Linked DNA regions of Mus musculus: regions 1, 2, 3, 4 and 5 are each linked to region 6. A link is a contact called in public ChIA-PET, Hi-C and promoter capture Hi-C data. All regions are on one chromosome and are shown on one strand. Each heading gives the region's core, a stretch centred on a gene start, on an enhancer-like site or on the middle of the called end of the contact. The rest is flanking DNA. Distances are from core to core; before and after follow the strand shown.

Evidence for each region. Promoter capture Hi-C pulls out the DNA fragments that hold promoters and counts their contacts. Hi-C and Micro-C count contacts between places; a contact is called where the count stands out from the background. ChIA-PET counts read pairs in DNA pulled down with a chosen protein or histone mark.
Region 1: a contact with region 6 is called in a Hi-C map of B cells, with 7 read pairs. The contact joins the enhancer-like site here to the promoter of Yeats4 in region 6. A contact is called at or near these places in 3 of 39 promoter capture datasets (the SN4741 cell line, liver and maxillary cranial neural crest), 1 of 484 Hi-C or Micro-C datasets (B cells) and 2 of 115 datasets of contacts at active chromatin or transcription factors (bone marrow-derived dendritic cells and memory CD8 T cells).
Region 2: a promoter capture Hi-C map of pre-B cells shows a contact between it and region 6, with 2.3 times the contacts expected there. The contact joins the promoter of Slc35e3 here to the promoter of Yeats4 in region 6. A contact is called at or near these places in 3 of 39 promoter capture datasets (the 3T3-L1 cell line, liver and pre-B cells) and 2 of 115 datasets of contacts at active chromatin or transcription factors (memory CD8 T cells and microglia).
Region 3: a contact with region 6 is called in a promoter capture Hi-C map of neutrophils, with 3 times the contacts expected there. The contact joins the promoter of Mdm1 here to the promoter of Yeats4 in region 6. A contact is called at or near these places in 7 of 39 promoter capture datasets (the 3T3-L1 cell line, 3T3-L1-derived adipocytes, hematopoietic stem and progenitor cells and 3 more) and 2 of 484 Hi-C or Micro-C datasets (liver and pre-B cells).
Region 4: an RNA polymerase II ChIA-PET map of memory CD8 T cells shows a contact between it and region 6, with 26 read pairs. The contact joins the promoter of Rap1b here to the promoter of Yeats4 in region 6. A contact is called at or near these places in 3 of 39 promoter capture datasets (the 3T3-L1 cell line, liver and pre-B cells), 2 of 484 Hi-C or Micro-C datasets (B cells and pre-B cells) and 1 of 115 datasets of contacts at active chromatin or transcription factors (memory CD8 T cells).
Region 5: an RNA polymerase II ChIA-PET map of memory CD8 T cells shows a contact between it and region 6, with 48 read pairs. The contact joins the promoter of Kcnmb4os2 here to the promoter of Yeats4 in region 6. A contact is called at or near these places in 3 of 39 promoter capture datasets (the C10 cell line, hippocampal neurons and pre-B cells), 5 of 484 Hi-C or Micro-C datasets (CD4 T cells, CD8 T cells, embryonic stem cells and 2 more) and 5 of 115 datasets of contacts at active chromatin or transcription factors (double positive thymocytes, embryonic limb bud, large pre-B cells and 2 more).

What each region holds. Positions count from the first base shown.
Region 1 is chr10:116,504,136-116,507,145 of GRCm38.p6, forward strand. Cnot2 (CCR4-NOT transcription complex, subunit 2) reads right to left here. Exons shown (of 16, transcript NM_001037846.3): 5 at 2,906-3,010; 6 at 2,094-2,276. Among named protein-coding and RNA genes, the nearest start is that of Gm31593, 3.3 kb to the right of the region's middle. Within about 2 kb of position 1,351, at least 61 of the 459 cell types and tissues checked have an H3K27ac peak or open chromatin away from gene starts, as enhancers often do. A contact at or near this core is called in B cells and bone marrow-derived dendritic cells, where this site is marked.
Region 2 is chr10:117,744,485-117,747,659 of GRCm38.p6, forward strand. It overlaps Slc35e3 (solute carrier family 35, member E3), which reads right to left and starts at 1,874. Exons shown (of 5, transcript NM_029875.2): 1 at 1,301-1,874; 2 at 401-511. The coding sequence starts at 1,702.
Region 3 is chr10:118,140,417-118,143,499 of GRCm38.p6, forward strand. Mdm1 (transformed mouse 3T3 cell double minute 1) reads left to right here and starts at 1,371. Exons shown (of 14, transcript NM_148922.3): 1 at 1,371-1,546; 2 at 2,434-2,548. The coding sequence starts at 1,529.
Region 4 is chr10:117,843,940-117,847,262 of GRCm38.p6, forward strand. It overlaps Rap1b (RAS related protein 1b), which reads right to left and starts at 2,035. Exons shown (of 8, transcript NM_024457.2): 1 at 1,892-2,035.
Region 5 is chr10:116,471,144-116,474,422 of GRCm38.p6, forward strand. It overlaps Kcnmb4os2 (potassium large conductance calcium-activated channel, subfamily M, beta member 4, opposite strand 2), which reads left to right and starts at 2,020. Exons shown (of 3, transcript NR_130644.1): 1 at 2,020-3,244. Kcnmb4 (potassium large conductance calcium-activated channel, subfamily M, beta member 4) reads right to left here and starts at 2,380. Exons shown (of 3, transcript NM_021452.1): 1 at 2,043-2,380. The coding sequence starts at 2,378.
Region 6 is chr10:117,223,105-117,226,146 of GRCm38.p6, forward strand. It overlaps Yeats4 (YEATS domain containing 4), which reads right to left and starts at 1,403. Exons shown (of 7, transcript NM_026570.4): 1 at 1,155-1,403. The coding sequence starts at 1,205. Gm31963 (a long non-coding RNA gene) reads left to right here and starts at 1,382. Exons shown (of 4, transcript XR_872061.2): 1 at 1,382-1,463.

The sequences.
Region 1 (3,010 bases), core at 101-2,600, 720 kb before region 6:
TTAGATATACAGTAAGAACACTAACTTTGAGATGTAGAAAAATAAAAGTATATATTTTGGGTCTCCTCATATAAAACAATAATATGTTTCAAAACCAATGCTAATTTGAGACTACAATATTTTAATTTAAAAATTTCTCTAAAATTCTTCAATGAACAAGAAAGAATCAAACAATTTAAACAAATTAATTTTAAAAACCGAAAAAGAAACTTAGTTATGAGTGGTGAAGAACGGAGATGAAGAGTATCATTTAATGTGTGCTGGTGTGCTAGCTTTCTGGATAAATGCATCTACTTCAACAGTATACAGTAGGTAAAGATTACCCCTCTCAACACTTGCTTTTGTTCCTGACTTATAAAGCTTGCTTTTCAGTGCAAGTCTTCTCTTTGCAACCTGTCTTTTCCAACTATTCTTTCCTGGGAGTCTATGTCTTATTCATTCTCTGCCCCCTGGTGTTTAGATTTACAAGGTAATCAATAAATGTTGACTTGACCTGAATTAAACTGACCGGTTACTTTTAAAAAAACTGAATTTAATGTTTTAAAACTCATCATTCATATCTTAAATAGAGCTTAGTTTTCATCTACTAAACAGAAAAAAAGTTCCACATAGTACTCTCAATTTTGAATTAATGCATAACTTGGTTTCTGCAAATAATTATAAACAACCCCCCTTTTTCTTTTGTATAAACCGAAGCAAAACAATAAAAAGGAACTGCATTCAAAAGAAGACCAGATAATTAAGAATGTCAACAAGGATTATTAATGAAGATTCTACAAAGAAACTTTATCATGAAATAGTCTTCTTGTAGGTTAGTGTGCCAGTGCATAGCAGAGCTAAGCATCTGGAGATGACAACTGTAACTTCGCTGCCTGATCCAGTAGACCTAGCCACCTTTGGTTAAGCTATGCAGCTAGTGGAACAACATTCTAGAGCAAAGGTAGAGTGTCAACAAACATTTGTTCCTATTATACTAGAGCTACTGGTTATATAAGTCCCCTCAAATACAGATTTAATATTCAGCTGAAGCCATTTCATAGCAAAAACAATTTATAAGTAGTATACATAAGTAGAAGTTAAGAGTTTTATTACAGTGACATTTTTATGCAAAGTATTTTTTGACTAATTAAAATGTGAAATATACAAGAAAGTAAAAATATTTAATGAACAAGAATGCAGAATGATGCCATAAAGCCTAAACAATACAGTTAAGCTATCAAAAAGAGTTATAATGACATGTTGTAAATAATTGCTTAAAAACTTAGATTAAAATGACAGGATACTATAGATAGAGCCTACACAGAACAACTGGAGTTGTGGGACAGAGGCTAAGCAGGAAGTGTGCTAAGCACCCATCTGAGTACAGATTGACAAAGAGGAAGTGAGGTGGCCAGGACAGCAACAACTACAGGACGGTGTGAAACTAAGTATAACATACATATGACATGTGACTCAAATTTATGTTGCTTTGCAACAAAGCTTTACATTTCAGATATAACTCTCATGTTACCCAAACAGTTGAATCACTGTTCTTATTTGTACAGTACAAATGGAAAGAAAAACACTAGCTTAATTTTTTGTTTGTTTGTTTTTAATCTCTAGACATAAAATTTAGAGGAGCACTGTTTTGAGATACTCTGCATGCAATTGTGAAAGGTTTTCCGTAGCTCAGCGGGCATCCAGATCGTGCCTGCCTGAAGCATGGCAGCGATAACGCAGCATGCTCTCCTCCAGTCATACTCCTAACCCAGAACTCTTAGAATCACACAATGGATAAACTCTACTTAATAATAAAAGAATAAATCAATAAAAAATTTGCCTGGTGACAACCCAAGAACATTTCCTTTCTAATACCACATCAACAAAAAGATTTAACGTGTTATGTAAAATAAAACCATCTTTTCTAAGAGAATATGTTCTGAGTCTTCAGAGCGTTAAGAATTATGATAGGTAACAACTCTGTTCACAAATATACAATTAAAACACACCTATGAGACAGAAGCCACAGCTCAAAAACAAAGCGTTGCACATGAAAGGGCAAACCTGAGGATACCCCAAAAGACAATTATATGCAGTATCAGTAAACATCTTACCTGTTCACAGTAAAAGGCTGTCGAGAAGGCTGTTGCTTTGGCATACATATTATGCTTGGCGAGCTTCTGTTGGGGCTACCTAACCCTGAACTGCTCATGCTATTTGTCCTGCTAGGAATTCCAATGCCCTGACCAACCTGGGAGTGGTTCATCATATTCCTAGGATTCATAGGCAAAATACCCCTGAAAAAGAAGTCCATTATACTAAATAAGCTCTCTACAATCACTCATTAAAATTCTCTATAATCAATCAATTGCTCTAACCCCTACAATTTCAAATAAACATTCAGCTGTATTCCTAACTTTATAGTGGAACTAAAAAAGGTGCCATCATAAAAGAGAACTACTGGGACAACTATGATATAAATTACAAATGTTTTCCACATATATATTTAGAATAATTTCATTCAAAGTTCAAATTATTCTGTCCTCTTGATATTAATAATATACAAAATCTATGTTATCTATTTCCTTTTACTGTAACTAAACAAAAGATGTATAGTGTGGGAGCAAGCAAGGCACACAGTTATCTTGGAGCATTTTAAATTGAACATCTTTAAGGAAGAGGAGTGCAGCCTTTTGTAAAAGCTCCCGAGGAGGCAATTAAACCCTGATCCATCCAGATGACAACTAGCTTAGCTTCAAGATCAAATGCTATCACTGCAATGACATAAAATGAGCATAGGTATTGTTTTCTGAGTGCAAGGCACTGAACCAGAAAATCAAGTAGTTCATGACCATATTAAAAAATTAAAAGCTTGCTTACTCTACAAAAATACATTCTGAGAAGATTCTGGTCCGTTAATAAATACCTGCTTGGAGATGGAGGCGTGTGAAGTGACATTGTTGGTACCCCTGTTGTTGGCGTGACGTGGCTCGGTAACTGAGTGCCTTGTGATAAGCTGCGATTTAACTGA
Region 2 (3,175 bases), core at 624-3,123, 520 kb after region 6:
AACACTTCTTCTGAGTTTAAAATATGCACATCTGAATTTTTTTCATGTTCAAAAGTTTGGAAGTGTGTGTGTTTCACCCAAGTGACTTTATAATCAAAGAGTAAATGACACATGCGACCGATGAACTTAGGAAGCAAAACCTTACTGCTCATTTTGTGAAGACTTCCAAGAAGTTTGTCCCCAGCTGCGCTTAAGCAGGGGTACCGTGCGCTTACAATTGGACACTTGGTGGGCATCGCACACCTGAGCTGCTGTCTCCTCTGCTCTCGTCACCTCCTCAGTTACGCTTTCTTCTCATGTCTGTTGTCTCTATACTTGTAGTCTCTAAACCTTGGGTTACAGCTTCAAAATTTACAAAGTCTACTAAAAAGGCACAAAAAGAAAAAAAAAAGTTACCAACCACTTGATAAAGGGACGTGACTACCACACCAAGGGCGGCAAACACCATTCCAAGCGAATGAAACTTCACATCGTAATAAGAATTTAGGATTACACCTACAGTAATAGGAATCTGCAAAGACAAAGAGGCAAATGCTGTGAGATTAAATTCAAGAATGATGTCTTACAACACTAAGGAAACATAACAGTGGGGCTGGGGTGGGGGAGCACTGTAAGTTTTCTTTGGGGAAAACTGCCAATCCTTCTCTACAGAGATTCACATACAACTCTACATCTGGAAGAAAATATGAATCCGTGCGTTGTGCTTTGTAAGGAAACAGGACACACATTTACAGGGAATAAAATAATCCCCCAAACCAGTACTTAACACATAAGCATAAACAAGGAAGGAGGAAAGCATTATGACTGGAAAAACGAAAAAACCACTAAGTGCTAATGTTATTTTAACGAATCTCCTTTTATGTAAACACAAGGCACCCCAGCAGTGTGCCACTGAAGGTGTATTCCGAGGTATTTTATGCTAAACCATTTCATGTTTATCACTTCTGGTTCGATTTCCTGGGGATATTCTTTTCTTTCCAGGTTGAGCTTTCGCAGATATCCTGACACACTGAACTGTTCCATTAAGGCAGCTCTCTCCCTCATCAATCCCAGCAGTTAAAGATTTCTATCAGGAACACACCCATTTACTAAATAGCAGCGGAGTGTCGAGATGGCCTTTTCCACCCCTCCCCAAACAAGCTTCTTATAAGGGCCTGGCTCGTGTGTGGAGTAAAGATTATGGGAATGGGCTTCCGTCGTGCCAGGCTATAAGCAAGGTGTATTCAGTTTTCCCGGGGAGAAAGGCAGCCAGGTAGCTGGGCAGGGACAGGCTCGCGCAGCGGCAGCGGCAGCTACTCACCAGCGTGAGCTGTATTCTGACGGAGAATCTCTTCTGGTACCAGAAGGTTTGGATGGCTATGATCACCGGCGTGGTCATGGCCTTGGCCAGCTGATAGGTGCCTATGGTGTTGTTCTGCAGAGAAAGGTTGGTGAAGACCACAAAGCCACAGAAGCTGAGGGCCAGGAGGAGGAGCTTGGAGAGCGGCAGACTTTTGGGGGCAAAGATGTTCAGTTTCTGGCAGATGTACAAGCCCAGCCAGGTGACCACGAAGTGCACCAGGGTCAGGCTCATGTTGGGGAAGCCGTGGTGTACATAGATCCATTTGTTGAGGAACACGATGCAGATGGACACCAGCAGGTTGAACAGGAGCCCGGCGGCGATGCGCCCGTTGCCCCGGACCCGGTCCGCCAGCGATGCCATGATGCCCGCCGGCTGCGGAGCAGCGTCCTCGGCCGAGCCCGGGCTGTCCAGCCTCCCCGCGGGGCGCTCGGACGCTCTCCCGCTGTCCCGGCTCTCCGCCGCCGCGCGCCCGCAGCCGCCCGCTCCACGGTCCGGCCGGAGACAGGCATGCGCCAGCCGGGTCCCGGTCGCTGCGCCGCGAGGTAATAGGCCGCCGCCCTCCGAGCGGGTCCGCCACGGCTCCTCCCAGCCCCGCCCCCGCGCAGCCACGTGATTCCGCCGCGCAGGCGCGCTCGGCGCTCCGCTGGGTTGCTTAACTCGGCTGGAGGGAAGCCCTTGGCTCCCAGGGAAGATTAGTTTCTGTGGCCGATTCCCCGACTTACTGGGAGGCGCAGATTCCCCGCCAGTTTTACTCTCCACGTTGCTGAGCTGTTTTAATCCTCTGAAGGGGGGCAGAGCATTACTTACTGAAAGCATATTTTAAAATATCTTTAAAAGTCTAAACAGGCCGGGCGGTGGTGGCGCACGCCTTTAATTCCAGCACTCAGGAGGCAGAGGCAGGCGGATTTCTGAGTTCGAGGCCAGCCTGGTCTACAGAGTGAGTTCCAGGACAGCCAGGGCTATACAGAGAAACCCTGTCTCGAAAAACCAAAAATAACCGTCTAAACAGGTAAGAGTGGATGGACAACTAACTGTCGTCTACTGTAGATTTAAACATATTTTGGCGTATTTGCCTCGAAAAACTTTAAACCACAGAATTTTTTACCCACGAAGTTTTTTTTTTTTTTTAGTAAAACCTAAGAAGCAAGTACATTTACCTGTATGCCCAAGATATTAATTGCACTTCTAAGAGGCATATTATAGTAGCAAGCATGCAGTCCAGTTTCAAAGTTACAGAGCTGGAGAGGAAGTGAAAAATTATATATTTTTGGTTTTGTTTTTCGAGGCCGAGAACTCATTCAGGCTAGACTCGATCTCAATATTCACTTTTATTCACACTGTTACAATATGAGAGTGGTATTTCTCATCTGCAAACGTCAAATACCAACTCAAAGTCTGTCCACACTGATTGAAAACGTGGACCCCCCACTTTTACAATGTTACAGGGATTAAATAGAGCAGACTTGGAAGTCTCTACAGAGCTAAGGATGACACAGAACGGATCTCCCTGCTTCCACCCATTGAAGTGTCACATGCCTTGCAACTAATGTGTAGTTTTAAGTTTTGGACACTATTTCATAGGTTTTTATGATCTGTTTGCTTATGTCTCTGCCCGTTTTCTCCAGGATACCGTTTTTTTCTAATTGGCACTGAAAAGAAGGTCTTTGCATCAGAGGCACAAGAGACTCTTTGATGAATTTTCCACAGTTAATTACGTGTGTGTGTGTGTGTGTGTGTGTGTGTGTGTGTGTGTGTGTGTGTGTGTGTGTATGGGTGCCTGTGTGACGGTCAGAGGATAACTCGGAGTCAGTTCTCTCCGTCCACCAGATGGAC
Region 3 (3,083 bases), core at 121-2,620, 920 kb after region 6:
TAAGGTCCTGGCTGGCTTCCTGCAGGGGGTTTCATTTCATGTTCCACTGTGTCTTGCCTGTGTCATTTTTAATTCACAGGACTGGGGTTCTGTCCTCACCGATTAACATTAACGAAAGGTCTCCTGGATGCATGGCAGCACAGGGTCTTATTTAATATTCTCTCTGTTTTAGATATCAGGTGGCTTCTTCAAATGAATTTTTAAATTATCTCCATGATAATGAAGAAGATCGGAGACATCAATTAGGAGCCAAGAAGAGGAGTCTGCAGGAAGCACTTGAAGGGACTGGGAAGGGTTGATGGGAACATCCCAACACAGGACAAAGGTAAATTCATTATTCCTAGAAGAACCCCGGCAACCTTCTCTCCAGACATATGTCTGCCTTGATCATCTTATCTTCCTCTTCTTGCAGTTGTAATTTTCAAGGCCAAGTCTGAAAATTACCCCTGAGCCTCTTCTAATCATCTCTACCCTCAGGGACCACTCTGCTTCAAACTTCCCATTCATGCCTCTCACTTGGAAAGCGAGCCCAGGACATAGTATATTATGATCGACTAAATAATGTATTTAGCATGTCTGGGTAATTTTTTTTCTGGACTTTCAGAATTAGCAGTGTTTCACGATGGGCAATAACCTATAAAAGTCAAATGGAATTTTATTTTTATTTATTCTTTCAAGACCGAGTTTTTCTGTGTAGCCCGATACTGGAACTCACTCTGTAGACCAGGCAGAGATCTCCCTGGCTCTGCCTGCCCAATGTTGGGACTGGTGGTGCATGCCTTTAATCCCAGCACTATGGAGACAGAGCCAGGTAGATATCTTTGAGTTCCAGGCCAGCCTGGTGTACAGAGGGAATTTTATTTTTAAAAAGGATGAGTTGGCTTTGCGGTCTTAATAAACTTTACTTGAATCATCCTAGGTCGTATGTATTTTTGGACCTATCCTTTTTGACCCAAGGCTCGTGTAACGCTTCTCTCCTTAGCAACTTCTTTTCAGCCGGGTACTCTAGGGGCAATTTCCTTTATGGACAAAGAGACTGTGGGTTCTGTCGTGCATTCTGGAATGCCAGGCACACTTTCACGTTCTGTGATGTCAGGGAGCTGGAACCAGTGAGGTAGGCTCTTGCCGAGCCCGGCCACACTACACAGACAGGCTGCGGTGCGCGCACTGCGGGGACTCTGCCTGCAGCCTCCTGAACAAAGCTCCCGCGGGCTCCGCCCACCGCAGCTCCGGTATCCTCATTGGCCAGCTCTTCGCCCGCCATTAGGGAGCGGGGCCGTGCCCTTACGAGTGCTGGTTGGTCTAATCGTAATGACGGTGAGGGCTGCCATTGGTCTTTAGGCCTCAAAATGGGCGGAGCAAGGCCGAGAGGCGGGGCGGGAGGGCGGCGCGGAGTGCGCCGGCGCGTCGTCGGGGACGCCGGGTCCAGGATCTTGCTAGGGAACCAGTGTTGTCGCGTCGTCCCGCCCCCTCGGGGCTTTTGCTCCCGTTAACTGTCGGCGGGGCAGGCTCCGCAGCGCAGGGCGACATGCCGGTGCGCTTCAAGGTGAGGCCGGGGGCTGGGCGGCGGGTGGCGGGGACGCCGCGGGGTGGGTGCGTGACGCGCCTGTGCCGTACCGAGCCTCCTGGCCGGAGCCTGTGCGGGGCGGAGGATGCTCCGGCCGGTGGCCCAGCGCGGAGGGGCGGGTGGGGAGAGTTCGATGGGGGCCTGACGGCGTCAGTCTGGGGTCGCCAGGAGCGGAGGCGGAAGGAGGGCCCTTGACAGTGGGACGAAAGGCTGCTGTCGGTGTAGGACACCTGTGGTTCCTCTTGCCGATAGCATTCAGCTCCTTTCCTGCAAAACTTTAAAGCGCGCGGGTCTTTTAAACGCTTGGGAAGCGGGCCCCAGTAAAAGGAGAGCGTGGGTAGGTGTGCAGCCTGCTAGTTGCACGTTTGCTTTAGGTTTTGCTCACAGTTCCAGATAGCTGTCTGTGTCTAACGCCTTTCCACGCAACAGGTGGCCACAGTGTTTCTGTAATCCCGGACTCTTTAATTCTAAAGTGCTTGCCAGACAGAGTGGGAGGGGAACACGTCTTTCTCTAATTGCCTTTTATTAAAAGCCATAACATTATGCACTCGATGAATTTAGGATAAACCTCTAGTGAGGACTTAGGTTTGTTACCACACTTTGGAATCAGAGAACCAGTTATAGCGCAGCCTCATTGAGGGACTCCGGCTTGTCTGGCTCGGGTGGTTGTGAGGATTAAGGGGCTACTTAGCCCAGGGCTGGGTAAATATTAGCTATTATTAAGGAGCTTGACTGGGGTTTAATTCTCATTCTTGGGCCTTTCAAGAACACTCTTCAGAGGTTGAGGTTTTTTTGTTTTTGTTTTTCTTTCTGATGCTAAAACACCTCTTCACTACACTGTGCTCAAATTGCACTTTTCATTATAGGGGCTGAGTGAATACCAGAGAAACTTCCTGTGGAAAAAGTCCTATTTGTCAGAGTCTTATAATCCCTCAGTGGGACAAAAGTACTCATGGGCAGGACTTAGATCGGATCAGTTGGGTAAGTTGAGCAAACCAATAGCTATCATAACTTGAATAAACCTTGGGTTCTGTTTACAAAACAATTAAAATCTACCTGTGTTGGCCTCATGTATAATTGGCAAATATTTATTGATGCTATACTGCGATCCCAGAGTCCCTTATGTACAAACAAACAAAAACAAACAAACAAACAAAAAACACAAAGAAACTCATCAAATCGAGTTGTATATAAAATAGCATGATATCAAAAAAAGTTGAATAGTAAAACTGAAGGGGAAACGCCTGAGATTGGTTGTTCTGAAAGAGGCTTTTCTGGAAATGTTTGAGCGGAGAGGAGCAAGCCTGAGGGTGAGGACTTTCAAAGACTTGAAGAATGGAAGGGTAGGTAACAGAGGCATGGCTGGAACTTGCTGGTTTTGGTCAGTGCCATGAGTTCAGAAATCATGTTCTTCCTCTTACATAGGCTTCGTCTCCTGACCTCAGAGAATTTGAGCCCTCGGGCCAAGGTTTCCTACTGCACATTGAAAGAGTGGACTGACTGTTCTATCTACTGT
Region 4 (3,323 bases), core at 785-3,284, 620 kb after region 6:
AGCCGGCTTAGCATGGGGCCCTTCAGATGTTAATCTGAGGTTCGATACATTATAGCACAAGCAACTATATGTCCTTTTGATTTTACTTTGCAGCTTCCACAGATAAGGTCACTGAACTTCTGTGTCAAACAAGAAAGTACAAGGGAATATAATGTACTACAGAGATTAAAAGTATGGATATCAAACAAGACTGTCATTTGGGATTCTGTGTCTCTAAGTTAAAATTATTTCCTCCTCGGAGTATTAACTTCCTCTAACCAAAACCAGGGGATGAAACTACCTAAGGGGTTGACGTATTCCATACCATTTAGCTAACTATGGCACTCTTGGAGAAGAGAGCATAATGGGACCAATAATCTCTACCAAGATGTAATTCACAATTAAAAAAAAAAAAAAGTCACATTGCTTCCTGTGGATTGTCCTTTATGGATAGACCACGGCTTTACAAATCAGCAGACTCAGGTAATTGGTTATCTATTTTAGGCCTTAGTTTCCTCCTCATGAAACGACAGGGTGGGACCAGATGATTTAAAGAGTCTCTTTCCGGCCCTAAAAAGCCCCATGACTCTATTATGACTTAATACACTGACTTCATATCAGGCTTTAAGAGTGGTAAGGGCTTTAAATTAAAAGAATTTCTCCATTCAATTAAGTTACTTCTTGCTAAGATAAACTCCTTTCAGGCAAGTCTCGACAACGTTCTAATTATACAAAAGAAAACTGAAAAAAAAATGAATTTACAAGCTAGAGGCACTCGGTATATATTAATACACACTGCCAGCAAAGCAAACATTTCAACGAGACTCAATTGATTTTTAAAATATTGAAAAGTCCAGCCTGCATCGTAATGTCAACTTTCAACTTAGTAAAAAAAAAAAATGTGAGTTCCTATTACTGTAATAAAGAAGTGCTTGTATGCACACGAGTCGAGAGTCGCAGGGCCAAAATATCTTTCTAAAGCATTGGGGGGTGGGAGGGGGCAAGCGAAAGGAAAGCAATCCCATCTGCTCAAAACTCTTAAGCGAAGATGTTTCTTCCAAAGGCATCTTCTCCTCCCGCCCCCCTCCACCCCAAGGAAAATCCCGAGGGCCTAGTTCCCAAATTCACGGCGCTGATAAGTCAGTTTCAGAATCAGACACCTCGAGATGGCGAAAAGAAAAAAAAAAAAAAAAGGAGAAGAGGACAAACTTCCTGGATTTTTCTCTCTGCAAGAGAAAAAGAGATTTCCTCTTGCTGACGAAGGAAAGGCCCCTTTAACATTTTTTTTTTCCCTCTGCACGGTGGCGGCTGCCAGACTAGGTGGGGCTCGCTCCGCTGCCTTCCTCCTGCCACTTCCCGCAACAAATGAAGCAAGCCAGCCCCGATCCGGGCAAACTTTTTCCCTGTCAGGCTCGAGCCCGCGGGGCGCCGGGGAGTGGTCCCCCCGCCCCCCCTCGCGACGCTGCTCCGCCCGCCCGGCCCCGGGCTGGGAGAAGCCCGGGTGTCCGCAGAGGACAACTTTCTGGTTTCCGCTCTAACTTCCACCCACCGCCGAGGCGGGGAGCGGGGCGCGGCGGGGAAGGCTGCGGGGGCCTCGGGCAGGCGGGTGGGGGCTCCTCGGGCGCTCACTTCCTCCGCCATATTTCAGACATTTGACCCCTTCCGCAAAGCGCGCTGCTCCCCCGCCGCGGCCGCGGTTCCTCCCCGGCCGCCCCGAGGCGGCGCGCCCCGCCGAAGCGAGCGAGGGACTCGGGGGGCCCCCCGCCAGCCACCTGCCGCGCGCCCGGGCCACCCTCGCCGCCGCGGGGGCCATCGGGCTGCCCCGCCCGGTCCGCGCCGCACCCCACCTCTCCCCTCAGCCGGCGCCCGGCCCCCCGCCAGCCTCGCGGCCACGCACGCACCCCGCGCCCACCTCTCGCGCTGTCACCGGGTCGCCGCCGTCGCCCTCGCCGTCGCCGCGCGTTCCCTTCGGGTCGCTGCTCCCGGCGCCACGGCGGTCTCTGCCGCTGCCGCCGTCGCCGTCGCCGCCGCCGCCGCCGCTCGGGCTGCTTTCCACGCCTGACTCTGGGCGAGGTTTGGCGGTGTCGCCTTGACGTCAGGCGTTCAGCCTCGCTCTCGCTTCCGCCCGCGGGCGGGGCGCGCAGGAGCGCAGCCCGGGAAGGGGCGGGGCCGAGGCGGGCCCTGGCGGAGGGGGGCGGGGTCTCGTCGTGCTCGCCTCGCAGTGGGCCTCGCCCCGGCTCTCGGTCGCCGGCTCCGGCCGTGGCCCTTCTCCCCTGCCCTGCGTCTCGTTGCTGCGGTCGGCCTCGCCCCCCGCTGGCTGGGCTGTCCGACATAATCGGTGTCAGCCTCAGCGGAGCGCATCCGTTTCGACCCCAGCGGGTAACGGGGAGCTCAGGGGCTTGGAAACCTCTGACGCCTTCGCGGGGCCTCCGAGTGCACAGTCGCCAACGCCCCCAGACCGTCGGTGTTCGCGTGGTCCTTTGTGCTGGGGAAGTAACAGAGCAGCAGTTCCCACTCCCAGAGCGCGAGGGCAGCTTTTCATTTTTCAAATGGCCTTTCTTTAGGTTTGACAAGTATTTCAGCCTGTGGTGTGTTAAGCAGGGCCAGCTGTCCAAATTACCCTGCCAGACGCAGTTCGCGAATGGAGGATTCCAAAGCATGCTTATGGCCTGTGCCTAAGTGAACAGTTTATAGAATTAAAATAATTGGTTCATGGAAGAGCATGCCTGGGGCGCCTTCATGACTTTATAGATTACTCATAGATGTCAGTCTATGATGTGACTCCGAAAAGCTCTGTCCAAAAATGACTTGTTCCAAAGAGCACAAGAACTTACATCGATCTAGGTAATTAGAATATTTTCTCACCATCACCTTTAATATGAGAATCATGCTATCAGAGCTTTGTTTGGAAGACTTTGTTTCTGCTCTGATTACGCTCTCTTCATTGCGTGGTCCTGGCTGGCCTGACCTTGCTATGTTGACCAGCTTGGCTTTCATCTCAGATACACCTGCCTCTACGTATGGAGTGCTGGGGATTAAAGGCATGCGCCACCACTGCCAGCGAGGGAAAAGGTTTTGATGAACAAAACTTGAGAGGAAAGTACTGAAAGGAGTAGGCAATTTAGCTGGCCCTCCCTGTACAAATTATTCTGGAAATTTAACGAACCCTAGAAGAGAAATGGAGACGTGACCACTACGCTAACCTGAGTTAAGTGAGCGAGTAAGAAAGAATTATAGCTGGGTCTCAGGATGCCAGTCTGTAAGAGCACACCTCTTTCTTCTGCAGACTGAGCAGGAGGTGGCTCCTTGCAAATTCTAGGTTGCTGAGGCCACAGAGTAAGTTA
Region 5 (3,279 bases), core at 770-3,269, 750 kb before region 6:
GACAAAGAGATGCGTATTTGGCAGAGGAAATCTTGCATAAATTGATGGAAAGGTCATTTATCACCCTTCCGGACCATTAAAGATGTCATTTTTTCCCAGTTCTGACCACTTCGATTTTTGTTTGATACTTCTTCAACTATTGATAAGTTCTTAACTGGCATGGGGGGGGGGGGATAAGATTATTTGCAAGTGGAGAGAGAGAGAGAATTTTAATATTACATAAAACATTGTGATTGCTTCCAAGTTATTTAAGAATCGATGTCCTAATGATTCCAACTTATCCCTGTTGCCAGAATCCTGCAAAACTGCCTGGAAACTTTGGTTGACTTCTGTGGTAAATCCTAACTTGTCTACACCAAAATTAGATATTAACCATACAAGTTAGAATTTACCTTGTAAGAATGTATATGCACATATATGTATGTATGTATACACATATACATATGTATACACACACACACATATATAATTGATTAAACGACTATCTCAAAAATAATTAGCAGTGTTTCACCAACTATGACTACACCTGTATGGCAAACTACAGAGCACCTTCCAAATCACTAAGTTACTACTTGACACCTTTCTTAGATATTTTTCACTTAATTCTGATTTTTACAATGCTTTCTCAAAGCCACCAGACCTCTTATTAAATTCTCAAGCACTATGCAGATTAACCCACATCTGTTTTTGAGACCGATCACTTCGGCAAGACCTTGGTCCTTAGAGACTGGATTCCAAATGTTCACGTCTACACTTACTGTTCTTGGATTAGCTCCATTTTTAAAAGCAAACGAGCCTCCGTGCACTAGCGGGAGACTTTTCCATTGAGGAGTCCATCATATGTTCAAAGACTAGTTTCTTCTAACTTTCCAAATAAGTGAGTTACGCCCGAGTTTCTCTGCACAGCGGTAGTGATCTTGTTTAAAATAATGAATTCCGATTAATCTATCTGGTCACATTTAAGAGAACATGTTCCTGCACGCACAGGACTCATTTTCTTTGGAATGATTTCTGCTTGTCTTCCAGCACAGCCCCCAGGAAGTACAAGGACTCAGTAACTTGAATATATATACACACCTTCAGCTGGCAGCAGAAAGGAACACAGGCATCAAAGAACCCTCCTGCAGAAGCAGGCACACTGCAAGGCTCAATTAGTTCACGGACTGGGGACACAGCTTTTTATAAGTGCTTTCCTACCCCGGGGAAGTTTTCTGAGTCTCCCTCTCTGCTCTCCAGAGGCTAGAAAGTCCTAACCAGGTTTTATCTATTTTTTTCCCTCTTTTTTTTTTTTTTTCCTCCCCTGTAACAACAAAAGAAGTTGTCAGGAAACCGCTGCTTGGTATATGTCATCAAGGGCTTTCTATTTTCGGTAAGTTGTTCTCCTACTTACTCCTTAGTTACAGCTTCTCATTGTGCCCAAACACTCAGAGTGGTTAGGACCCTTCAGCCTCCACCACCAGCACCAAGCAAACCAACCCGACCTCATCAGAATCTCTTCTTGGATTCCTCCTGATGGCTGTTGACCCCACCCTCACCATCCCAAGTCTATCTGTAGACCTCAAGTTAAAAACTTCAGTTTAGAACTAAAATTCAAAAGTCACTTAAGATACTTTCCAGAAGCGAAGAGACCCCTTTAACCTCTCAAAGAAGGGAGTTCTTGAGCCCCATAGAAGCTCAGGCCATATACTGGAGTACCTGGGTCCTGGGCTATCCCATGGCTACATTGGAAGGAAAAGTTAACTTTCTTTGCTCCTTGAGTTTAGGCAACCCCTTCCCGCAGGCGCTGGACCTGGGGTGGTCCGGAGCTCAAAAAAATCTAAGAACAGAAAAGATCTGTTTGCAGAGAGGCTCGCGTACCACCGCCCAGTAGGCAAACACACCCCGAGGTCTGGAGCCCTGGGCTCCAGGGATGCGTGCATGCACCTCATGCCTCCCTCGCATCAACTCCGAGCGAGGACAGTGCACTCGATTCTTCCCCTGGGGTCTAACCGGGACGTTGGCCCCGAACCTGCACTGTTAGGCGGGAGCTCCCGCGCGCTTACCTTGGGGTTGGTCAGGAGCTGGTGCTGGTCGCTGTGTAGCAGCGCCCTGGAGTTGGACTCGGAGTTGTTCACGTACACCTGGACGCAGGGATACTGCGAGGTGCCCCTGCAGTCGGTGCCACAGGTGAAGGTGCACTCGAACACCTCGCCGATCTGCTGCACCGACAGCACGGTGCAGTTGGCCGCCGTGGCTTGCAGATCCTGCAAGGCGGGACTGAGCCAGCAGAAGCCGAAGATGAAGAGCGACAGGATGCCGGAGACGATGAGGAACAAGCCGAGCCGGATGCTCTTGTCTTCGGCTTCCGTGTACTCGTAAGACACCCTGAGCTTCGCCATCGCCCCCCACTCTCCACGGCTGGCGCGCTCCCCGCCCCCTCCCGCCCCCGGCGCCGAGCTCAACCGCCTCGGGCGGGAGGAGCCGCCGCCGCCGCCGCGCGACAGCAGGGGAGTGGGCGGCGAGGGGGCGCGCGCGAGAACAAAGGGGCCGAGGCCGGCGACGCCCCCGGCGGCGGCGACGGCGCTGCCCGAGGCCGGGCTCCCGGGTGCCACCGCCGCCTCACAGCGTCCGGCACCCCGGGGCTCCCCGAGCCCGCCCCCGCCCCCGCGCGCTCCGCGCCCCGCGCCCGCCTCCCCGCGCGCGCCGCCCGCCTGCCATCGCCGCGGCCGAGCGCCCGGCGCCCCGACGCTGGGAGCGACTGGGCTGCTGAGCCCTGGCTCCGCGTTGAGCGAGGCTGCTCCTCCCCGCCCTGGGCGCCGCCGCCCCGCCCCGCCCCGCGCCGCGCCCCGCAGCTCCCGTGGGCGAGCACCCGGGCCGCCGCGAGCTGCTCTCGGAATCCTCGCCAGATGCAACCTGGAGAGATGGCGGAGACGGTCGAGGCGAACGCTTAGCACCGAGGGAGCGTGGCTGGGGAGAAAGTTAAAAGAGAGAAAAAAAAAATTTTTTTAAGTGGGGGAGGATGGCGTGAGCGTGCGAAGCGGGAATCTTCAAACTCCGATCCGGGGAGCTGCGGGGCAGCAGGCGCACCGGCAAAGGGAGCTCCGGTGGCGGCGAGCGACAGAGGGCACCGGCGCGGACGCGGGGGGATGCCCACAGGCGAGCGGCCGGGAGCCGGAGGTCCCCGCGGATCCCACGCCGCCACCGGGACCGTGCAGGCTAACACGATTGGAGCCTTGAGCGTCGGTGGACTTTCCTGGAAAAATAGGTGCCAGACAGCGGGAACGACCCCTAGGGGGTGGA
Region 6 (3,042 bases), core at 153-2,652:
CTTGGGTTGGGCCTCTCAAGGGCCTATCTTGTTCCTGCCTCACCCCCACCCCTTCCCCAGCTACTAAGGAGGAAACTCAATTTGAGGACTACAGGCCTAACTTTCTCAAGTTATCCTGAACTACAAACTTCCAGATTTAACTTGTGCAAGTAGAGAAGAGTTTTCCCATGAACCTTTTGCTCTGCAATCACTTCCTACCATCCCCAAGCCTTACCTAAAACCCTGGGCAAATGCACAGCTCTACAAAGCCTCTTATACTAACACAGACTTTTACCTGGTATTTCTTTCTATTGCATTTCAGGGCTTTAGGATTTTCGATGATTTCTCATCTTACATATACTGTTAAGGCAGCTATGGATATATAGACACTATGATTAAGGTAATAAAAATAATATGACACCGATGAGGATTTTAAAATTTTTGTAGACTGATGTGATTTCTTTTAAGGAAAAAAAAAAATCCTTTCTGTGATAAGATCTGTAAGTAGAAGCCCCTTTTAGGGGCACGGGGAGAGCATCCTGAACCGGTACCTTAAAAAATAACCAGCAGGGCTGCCTCAGAGGTTAAGAGCACTGACTGCTCTTCCAGAGATACTGAGTTCAATTCCCAGCAGCCACATGGTGGCTCACAACCATCTGTAATGAGATCTGATGCTCTCTTCTGGTGTGCCTGAAGACAGCTACAGTGTACTCATATACATAAAAATAAATTTTAAAATTAAAAAAAAAAGTAACCAGCAGATGTAGGAAGGTGGGAGGGGGTGGCGAGCTGGAGGGATGGCACACAGGGAAGAGACGACTGCAGCTCAGGCTGGACAGCACACCTACATGGTGACACCTGACAACCGACTCCTGCAAGTCGTTCTCTTACCTCCACCCCTATTAATAATACACATATAGATGGGAGGGAACTGAGTGTCACAACGTCCAGTGTTAAGCAACCTTCACTAAACACGAACGAAGCTAAGCGCTCTTTGCTGACTTTATCAGCACGGGGCTTCGGGAACGACAAGACGGACGAGCCTATCCAGGGTCTGCGACTGATGCCCTAGCCACCCCGGCACCTTTGTGTTTGGCGGTGCGGAGGCGGTGACGAGGACTCGGGGCCCAATGAGCGCCGAGCTTCCGCCCCGCGCGCCGCGCCTGCGCACTGACCTTCACTCTCCCGCCGGAGTCAGGTCCAAATTCCGCCATTCTCTTGAACATATTGTCCCCGGGAAGGAGCCGCGGCGGCCAGGGAGAGAGCTCAGGCCGGCGGGGTAGCCGCTCCCCTCACGAGCCGGAGGAGGGCGGGTCGCCTGGGCTCGGGGAGCCGGACAGCCACCTCCTCCACACGCGCCGCGTCGGGGTCGGCCATTCAGCCCCGAGCTGGGAGAGCCGAGCGGAAGGGCGGGGGAGGGCGGCGGCGCATGCGCAACGGGCTCAGGCAGACAGTGCGCACGCGCGAGGCTGCAGCCTTCCCCGGTAAGAGCCTGATGAGCTGTTGCAGCGGATAAAGAGAGATGGGGATAAATTTTAGGCAGAAGTTAAGGGTAGGGAAGCACCAAAATGGTGAACGTTTGTAGCTTTAGGGTTGAGATAACCCCACACACTTCAAGATGATAGACTCTGGAATCAAAGCTTCTGATTGGGCAGGTCAGATAACTGGGCGTGGGCTTGGTAAAGAATATGCTGCCAAGCCTTGTGACCTGAGTTCGATTTCCAAGGCCAACATGATGGCACTACAGAAATGACTCCACTTCCCGCTCTTCATGGCTCAATCTGTTCTGCTGGCCATGTTCAGTCTGACTTTTCCAGATTCGTCGGGAATCTGTTTTCTCCCTATCTACAGTAAAAACCTCCTAAACCATGCCTAAGAGGGTCATGTTCTTATTTTCACTCACCATTCTTCTCTCTCATACCCTTCCCCAGTTGGAACTCTTCTTTCCAACAAGCCCCCCTCCTACTTTCATGCCCTCTTAGTTCGTGACCTATTGGCTTTAATTGGCGTTTCCTGTCCTACTATGGATGTGGGATTCTTTACCGAAGCAAGAGTAATTTATCAGTGGTACCTTACTAAAGAAAATGGCATCTCTTTCCCAAACAGTCATGAATTTTCAATAGTCCCTCTGGGAAGGGTGAGGCCCCTGGACCCCTCCCGCCATCCATGTTGAAATGTTAACATGCAATCGCAGGTCCTATGCAGATAACCGCAGCTGCAGTAAGTTCATGAGTGCAATGGCCACGTTGTGGCCAGAAGGTGTCGTTTTTGATACATGTCTCTCCATTCTCTGGCTCTTTATACCCTGAAATATTCCCCAATCTTGGAAGGAGTGGTACAACTGTCCCGAATAGTGCTAAGCACACCACCATCTCTTATTCCTGGGCGTTTTGGCTAGTTTTGGGTTTCTGCATTAACCACTGCTCATTGCAATAAACTTCTCTGATGAAGGCTGGGCACAGCACTAATCAATGAGAATAATCAGGAGACCGAGAAGCGAATTTAACAGCATGGTCAATCAATTTTTGCTAATTTTTAAAGAAAAGATTTATTTTATGTATGGGAGTACACTGTAGCTGTCTTCAGACACACCAGAAGAGGTCAGCGGATCCCACTACAGATTGGTTATGAACCACCATGTGGTTGCTGGGAATTGAACTCAGGTCCTCTGGAAAAGCAGCTAGTGCTCTTAACCACTAAGCCCCCAATTTTTGCTAATCTTTAATAAAAGTATTTTTTTTCACTGTATTATCTATTGAGAGAGAGAAAGAGAGAGAGAGAGAATGAATGTGGGTCCTAGAGATCTGGTTAAAGTCATCAGGCTTGATAACAAGTACCTTTACTTTTGCCAGCCCCTGTTTTTGATAATCTTGGCTGTTTCTATAGTCATCCCGTATTTTGAGGTTGTCCTGGCAGCTCTTGAGTATGTCCTAACTCTGTTTCTTAATTGATATCTAAATGTCATTCCCCTTCCTTGATCACCTGATATAAGCTTAGAGCTTCTAAGGGAGACATTCCCTCCAGGAAGGAGACAGGAGGTTCCTGAGACTTGGAAAGTAAACA